Linked DNA regions of Cricetulus griseus: region 1 is linked to region 2. The links are chromatin contacts, called in public Hi-C maps. All regions are on one chromosome and are shown on one strand. The core of a region is the stretch at or near the end of the contact, and the rest is flanking DNA. Distances in the headings are between cores, read along the strand shown. Region 1 overlaps Agfg2 (arf-GAP domain and FG repeat-containing protein 2). Region 2 holds the start of Epo (erythropoietin).

Region 1 (3,814 bases), core at 479-2,978, 150 kb after region 2:
TGGGAATGGGCATCTTCCAGGAAGAGCAGAGCAAGGGGACCAAGGAGACAAGTCCACTGTGTTACCCCAGGTCGGGCCAGGAAGACAAGGGGAGAACAAGTAAGCCATGAGGCTCTATCAGTCTGGGACAATGCCACCAACCTTCAGGTGAGTCACCTTCATGTCTGGACCCACCTGCCAGAGAGACCTCCAGCTGGCACCCTGGGTCCCAGGAGGCCACCCACGTCTGTGAGGCTGTTGGGCTGAGTGGCAGCCGCAAGAGGAGCAACACCAAATGCAGACATCCGGCTGGTCCCTGAATGAGAAGATAAAACAAGGACGCTGAGTGAGACTGGTGGCAGTGGGCAGAAGAGGAGATGGAGGTGGGGGGTGGAGGGTGGAGGGGTGAGGGAATGATGACAGGTAAGGCACCTTCTGGACTCTCTGAGCTAGCCGTTTCCCCATGACCACCTAGCCCGAGGGAGCTCATCTCCTGAAGTCCTGGGTAAGGCAATAGCTCAGGCCTTCTCCAGTTCCTCAGTGCTGTAACCACCACCCTCATCTTGCTTGTCTCCCATCGTGTCATACAGCTGGGTCTGTCTGCCTGTCTCCTCAGCAAAATGGCATGCCTCTCTTTCCCTCCCTCTCTTTTTCAAGACAGGGTTTCTCTGTAGCCTGGAAGCCTGTCCTAGAACTCCCTCTGTGGACCAGGGTGACCTTGAATTCAGCCTGTCTCTGCCTCTTGAGTGCTGGGATTAAAGGCATGCACCACTACCAGCCAGCTCCTTCCTCTCTCTTTTTTGAGATAGTGTCTGGCCTTGAAGTCTCCTCTACCTCCTTGTCTCTGCCTCCAAGTGCTGGGATTACAAGTATACCTGGAACATATGTGGCTAGGGATTGGATCTAGGGCTTTTGTGTATACAAGACACTCTACCAACTGAGCTATCATCCTAGCTCCTAATTAATTTTAAAAATTAATTAGTTAGCTGGGCAGTGGTGGTGCACACCTTTACTCTCAGCTGTCAAGAGGCAGAGGCCATCCTGGTCTATAGAGTTTTCAGGACAGCTAGTGCTAAACAGAAAAACCTTGTCTCTAAAAAACCAAACCAAACAAACAAATTAGTTTATTAATTGTACCAAGAATCAAATCTAGGGTTCTGTGTATGTTAGGTAAGTGCCCTACTATGGAGCTATGTCCTAAACCTTTGATGTTTTCAAAAAGGGCCTCACTACGTCGTAGCCCAGGCAAACCTCGAACTTGCAGCAATCCTACTCAGCTTCCTGAATGTTGGGAGGCCACCAAACTCAGTGTTGTTCCCCTATCCCCAGTGGTGCTGGGTAGATAACCCAGGACATTTCGGATGCCAGATAAGCGCTCTGCCACTGAGCACATCCCAGTTCAGCTCTGGCTTCTTTCAGATGCTCCAACACTGAGATTTGCATTTCTGTGCCCGCCGTATTTATCTTTTTTTTTTTTTTTCTAAAGTGTGGGTGTGCACGCGAGTGGGCACACGTGCGAGTGCTTTTTTACACAGGCTCTGGAGATAGAACTCAGGTCTTCCAACTTACACAGCAAGAGCCTTTCACCCACTGAGTCATCTAGACTGTCCCCATCCAGGCTTCTAACCACAGGATATGAGGCAGGTAGATCTGGGTCGTGCTTTTCCCCTGCCTGCCTGACTCAGAGCACATAGGGTTTCTGAACAAACGCAACTACCTTCAGGAATGAGTCAACTCTTCAGTACTGCCTGGGTCTCCATGTTCCAGCTACTTCCCCAGAGAGTGAGCTTTCCACCCTTGATAGCTCACAGTCTGGAAAGTGCTTCTCTGTGGACACTAGAGGGCAGAGCTGGGCTTAAAAACTCTAGTCACCCACGGAGCCAACACCAGCTCCAAAGCAGCACATTAATATTTAGTCATTAATTTTTTGCATAGAGGGACACACATCGAGGGCAGAGGACTCTCACTAGCTGGACCTCTTGTTCCATCTTGCGGGCTCTAGGGATCAAACTCAGGGCATCTGGCTTGGCGGTAGATGCTTTCACCCACTGGGTCATTTTGTTGGCCTCAAGACACTACATATTTAGCAACCTCCCTTTTGCATACTCCTCTGACCTACACAAATAAAACCCAACATAACAGGGCAGTGGTGGCCCATGCCTTAAATCCCAGCACTTGGGTGGCAGAGGCAGGCGGATCTCCGTGAGTTCGAGGCCAGCCTGGTCTACACTAGTTCCAGGAAGTTAGGGCTATTACACAGAGAAATCCTGCCTTGCAAAACTAAAACCAACCAAACAAACAAACAATACAGCCCAGCAATCCATCAGAAGAGCTACCCACCTCTCAAAATCTCTCAGCAAGACCAATTGATCCCTTTGTTCCTTATGTTGCTGGGGTTGGAACCCAGGGGCCTCACATGTGCTAGGCAGGTGCTCTACCTCTGAACTACATCCTGTCTGAACAGCTACACTTCATCTTAGCCAAGTGAGGACCTTCCTTCCCATAGTGGCAGGATTTGGGTTAGGGCGTGGACTACCTGCAGTTAGAGACATCCATGCCCCATGCCTTGAGAGGACTGTGAGTCTCGGGACTTTCTTCTTGCTATCTTTCTTCTTCTAGATAGATACCAGCTCTATTTGGAATGCAATCAGTTGTGTTATAGGCAGGCATCCCCCAACCCTTGCCCTCTCTGTGTCTTTTCAGGCAGGGGCTCACATATTCCAGGCTGGCCTCCAACCCCCTATGTAGGTGATGACCTCAAACTTCTGAGTGCCAGGATGATAGGTCTGGCCTGCCACTCCTGATTTATGTGGTGATAAGGACCAAACCTAGAGTTGTGGACAAGCTAGGCAAGCACCATACCAGCCTAACTATAAATAAATATAAAATAAAATTTAAAACATTCAAAGAATCCTTTAAAAATTTTACTTGTATGATCATTTTGCTTGCACATATATGTGTACCACATGCCCGGTGCACAGGGGCCAGAAAGGAACATCAGATACCCTGGAACTGGAGTTACAGATGGCTGTGAGCCACCATGTAGGTGCTGGGAATCAAACCTGGGTCCTTTGGAAGAACAGCCAGTGTGCTTTAACTGCTGAGCCATCTCTCAAGCCCGACATATGTAAGTCTTATTTGTTAGAATTTATGGCAATTTTGTTTCCTTGTGCATGTCCAACCATGAAAGGATAATGTTTGAAAAAAAATATATTCTGGGACTGGAGAGATGGCTCAGTGGTTAAGAGCACTTCCTGTGCTCAGCCTAGACACAGGGGTGTGGGGAGTGGAGAGGTGCCTTGGTCCTGTCTCAACAAGATGATGGGACAGACTTAGTGGACTCCCTAGGGGCAGCCTTACCCACTCTGAGGAGCAGATGGGAGGTGGGGGGGTGGGGAAAGCAGGATGGAGGGATGGGACTGGGATTGGGATGTAAAAAATAAATTAATAAAAAAAGAGCAATTTCAGCTATTGCAGAGGACCCAGGTTTGGTTCCCAGCACCCATACGGTGGCTCATGACGACCTGTAACTCCAGTTGCAGAGGTTTCAGTGCCCTCTTTTGATCTCTACATGTGGGCACATTCAAGCATATAGGCTTAAAACACACACACACATACACACACACACACACCAACACACACAGACACACACATACACAGACACACACCACACACACACACACACACACGCATATACACACACCACACACACACACACACACACCAGACACACACACACACACACCAACACACACACACACACACACACACACACACACACACACACACACAGACACACACACACACACAGACACACACACACACAGACACACAC
Region 2 (3,694 bases), core at 1,112-3,611:
AAGGGCAGCAAGCACTCTTCATCATGGAGCCATCTCTCCAGCCCTTCCGCCTTAGTTTTTGAGACAGCATCTCTCACTGAACCTGGAGCCCACCAACTGAGTAGAACTGGCTGGCCAGTGAGTCCCAGGAATCTCCCGGCCCTGGGGTTCCATGTGTGCTCCACCTCACTTTGTTTTTGGTTTGATTTGTTTTGTTTTGTTAACAGAAATCCTGGAGATTGAACTCAACGTTTGTGCACCATGCACGCCACCACTACATCGCCCAGCCTGTGCTCTCAGTGTCCTTTGTTTAAAATGTGTTGTTACATCGATTCATTCATATATGCATGCACACCACAGCCTGTGTGTGGGTGGAGGTGAGAGACAAGCTGGAGGAAACCAGTTCTCTTCTCACTGTGTGACTTCTAGGGATATTAAATTCAGGGCATCTCACTTGGTGGCAGGCACCTTTACCCACTGAGCTATCTTGCAGGCTCAGCCCTCAGTTCTTTAACAACTCTTGGCCCACCCTGTAGAAAGGGCAAGTAACAGTCCACACCTACTCACCTGGGCTCCCAGCACCCGGAGCAGGGAGGTGAGGCTGCGCAGGCCACTGATGGCTTTGTCTATATGCAGCTGAAGCATCTCTGATGGTTGGGAGGAGTTGCCTAGCAGGGCCTGGCCCCTCAGGATGGCCTCGGAGAGCAGGGACAGGCCATGCCAAACTTCTACAGCCTGTTCTTCCACCTAGAGGAGGCAAAGGGTTTAGAAAGAGCCAGCCAGAGTCCTTCCCTCTGTCTCCCTGGCTATCAGACACCCTAGCGGAGGTGGACAGGACAGAACAGCACACAGTAAGGCATGGATGGATGGATGGATGGATGGATGGATGGATGGATGGATGGATGAGCTAGCATATTCCATCAGTCATTATCTTTATCATTCTTTCTCCCACACTATCAAGGTGTCAGACTGAGACCCACCTCTAGGAAGGAGAAAAAAAGAAAAGAGAACTCACCGCCTTTCTTTTCCAAGCATAGAAGTTGACTTTGGTATCTGGGACTGTAATATTCTCACTCAGTCTGGGACCTTCTGCACAGCCCATCTGCAAGACACAGCACCTGGTCAAGACCTCCAAAGGTTTCATTCACAAAAAGCCACCAGATACTCTTTGTCTTTGAATGTTACTGGGCATGCTTTGGGTGCCACCAGCTTTATCATGCTTTCTTGTTTTGGACAGTCAGAGTTTCAAGTTTGAGGCTGGACTCAGCTTATGTAACAGAGGATCACCTTGAATTTCTGATCCTCCTACTCCATCTCCCAAGTACTAGGCATGTAGGTTTGGGCCATCACAAAGTCTCGGCTCCTGTGGTGCTGGGGAATTGAGCCCAGGGCTTCTTTCACACTAAGCAAGCACTCTACCAAACTGAGCCACAACCCTCTCCAGCATTATCACTGGGGGAAGGGGGATGGAAGAGCTTTAGGGCTAAACATCTCATCTTGACCTGAAAAGCCGTGCTAGGAAGGAACTCAAATTCCTAGCTCCCCAAGAACCAGTTTCTTTCTTTTGTGGGGCCGGGAAGCTTACCGTGACGTTCTCTGCCTCCTTGGCCTCCAAGATGTACCTCTCCAGAACTCGGCTGTCGCAGATGAGGCGTGGGGGAGCGCAGAGGACTGGGAGGCCCAGAGGAAGCAAGAGCAAAGACAGCAAAAGCGGCAGGGTGGGACGTTCTGGAAGAAAGGCGGGCTGGGTGTGAGGCAGGGAGGGGTGGGGGCTGCGGGACTCCAGAGGCTGGTTTGCTCAGCGAGGCTCCTCTGCCTTCTAGTCTCGGCTGACCCCGACCTTGCAATTGCTTAGGCTCTGCCGGAGTGGCCTTCATTCTATCTCTCGGCGCTGCACACCCCACCCCCCAAGCGACCGGCATCCACTTCTCGGCCAAACTTCACTGTAAGTGCGCGCCAGAGGCTGGCAGATCCTGAGAAGCTGGGACTCCTGGACGCAGGTAATTCTTTTAGCAGCTTCTCATCCACGGAGCAGCGCCTCGACTCCCTAAAATCCTAAACTTTGTCCCCGTCCTGGATCTCCCCTTTTTTGTCATTTGCGGGAGGGCTCCCCAAACCCCTGAGTGCACGTGGAAGCTACCCCACCCCCCTCTCTCCTCCTAGATCCTTGGCGAGTCGCAGGTCCTTGTACACGGTCACTTCCTGGCCAACAGCTTCAGATGTAAATCCTTGCTCAAACAGGAGCCCCGGAGGTCACAGGTCCCTAGCCTGTGAGTACTCACCGGGCACCCCCATCTCCGCGCCTGGCTGCCAGAGCCCCTTAGTGACCCGGGGCTGGGCCAGTGTCCACGCTGCTAGTCTTCATCCTTAGAAGATCTGTGGGACCAGGTCACCCCACTCGCCTGAAAGAAGGTGGTCACCGTTCAGGGAGCGCGGGCAGAGCGGGGACGCGGTGGCCCTGGCCACTGGTCTGTTCGGGAACACAGCAAGACGCAGCCACTGGCCAGGCTTGGTCCGGGGACATGTGGCTCCGGTCGGGGGTCGGGGATGTTATCAGCATGTGTGCGTGCGCGGGTGGGGGTGGGGGTGAGGCTGTGTGTGCATGAGGGGTCGCCAGGGGTGGGGGCCACCTGGGGTCAGAGCAAGGAGCAGGACGCCTGGGTCTGGGGCTCGCTGGGGTGGCGAGGGCTGTTCCAGGCACGCACGCTGTCAGGGGGGTCTTCCTTAGGCGGGTGGACAGATTCTGATTTCCAGGAGGGGAGCTCAGTGGGGTGCACGTCTATGAGATGTGCGGGAAACCTAAAGTGAGGAGCTGACCTATGGAAAGGCTGGGCATGTCCTCTGGGGGGCGTCCTTATCTCGGGACAGGGATTGATCAGAAACACCTAGAGTTGGAGACTGGAAGCAAAACCCAAGGGCTTTCTCTCCTCACGACTTGCTCTAAAAGCCAGAGCTGTTCCTGTTGAGGAATCAGATGCAAGCGAGGGAGGACTGTGGGGTTCCTCCCCTCTCACCCCTCGTTTTCTAGGACCCTAAAAATCCAGAAAGGTGACTTTCAGGGCAGGAAGCCTGTGGCACGTTGCTGAGGACACGTGGGCACGTTGCTACTGGGTTTTTGCTTTTGTTTTTGCAGTGCTGAGGCCCGAGCCCTGGGGCCTGTACATTAGGCAAATGCTCGGTTAAATGAGCTCCCATGCCCTTATTGAGGGACTTGAGGCAAGCTCTCTACCGCTGAGCCACACCCCCAGCCCCTCACTGGGGAAGTCTTGGCAGGAGCTCTACTGCTGAGCTACACCCCTGTAGCCCCTAGGTTCTATTCCCAGCATCCATATGATGGTTCACAACCATCCATAACCCCAGTTCCAAGGAACCTGATGCCCTCTTCTGACCTCTGAGGGTACCAGGCACACACATATTACACACACATATGTGCAGGCAAAACACCCTCACATAAAACAAAATATATAAATCTGATCTTAAAATGTAAAGATAAAAGAAATGTTTGTGGAATATATACTGCTGACTGGGAAGGGACCTGAGGACTGAGTCATGTATGACACAGTTAAGAATGCCTGCCCTGGTGACATTCTAGTGGGGAGAGATGGACAACGGACAGAGACCTTCAGTGGCATTAAGAACTGAGTGGAGGAGGCTGGAGAGATGACTAGCAGTTAAGAGCACCCGCTGTGTTGTAGAGGAGCCAGGTTCAGTTGAT

What was found. Hi-C and Micro-C count contacts between places; a contact is called where the count stands out from the background.
Region 1: a Hi-C map of the CHO-K1 cell line shows a contact between it and region 2, with 3 times the contacts expected there. The contact joins the enhancer-like site here to the promoter of Epo in region 2. A contact is called at or near these places in 2 of 8 Hi-C or Micro-C datasets (both in the CHO-K1 cell line).

Annotation. Positions count from the first base shown.
Region 1 is chr4:116,561,928-116,565,741 of CriGri-PICRH-1.0, forward strand. It overlaps Agfg2 (arf-GAP domain and FG repeat-containing protein 2), which reads right to left. Exons shown (of 13, transcript XM_027416249.2): 8 at 175-295. Among named protein-coding and RNA genes, the nearest start is that of Sap25, 17 kb to the left of the region's middle. Within about 2 kb of position 1,729, at least 2 of the 6 cell types and tissues checked have open chromatin away from gene starts, as enhancers often do. A contact at or near this core is called in the CHO-K1 cell line, where this site is marked.
Region 2 is chr4:116,409,300-116,412,993 of CriGri-PICRH-1.0, forward strand. It overlaps Epo (erythropoietin), which reads right to left and starts at 2,362. Exons shown (of 5, transcript XM_035444524.1): 1 at 2,262-2,362; 2 at 1,565-1,707; 3 at 995-1,081; 4 at 547-726. The coding sequence starts at 2,274.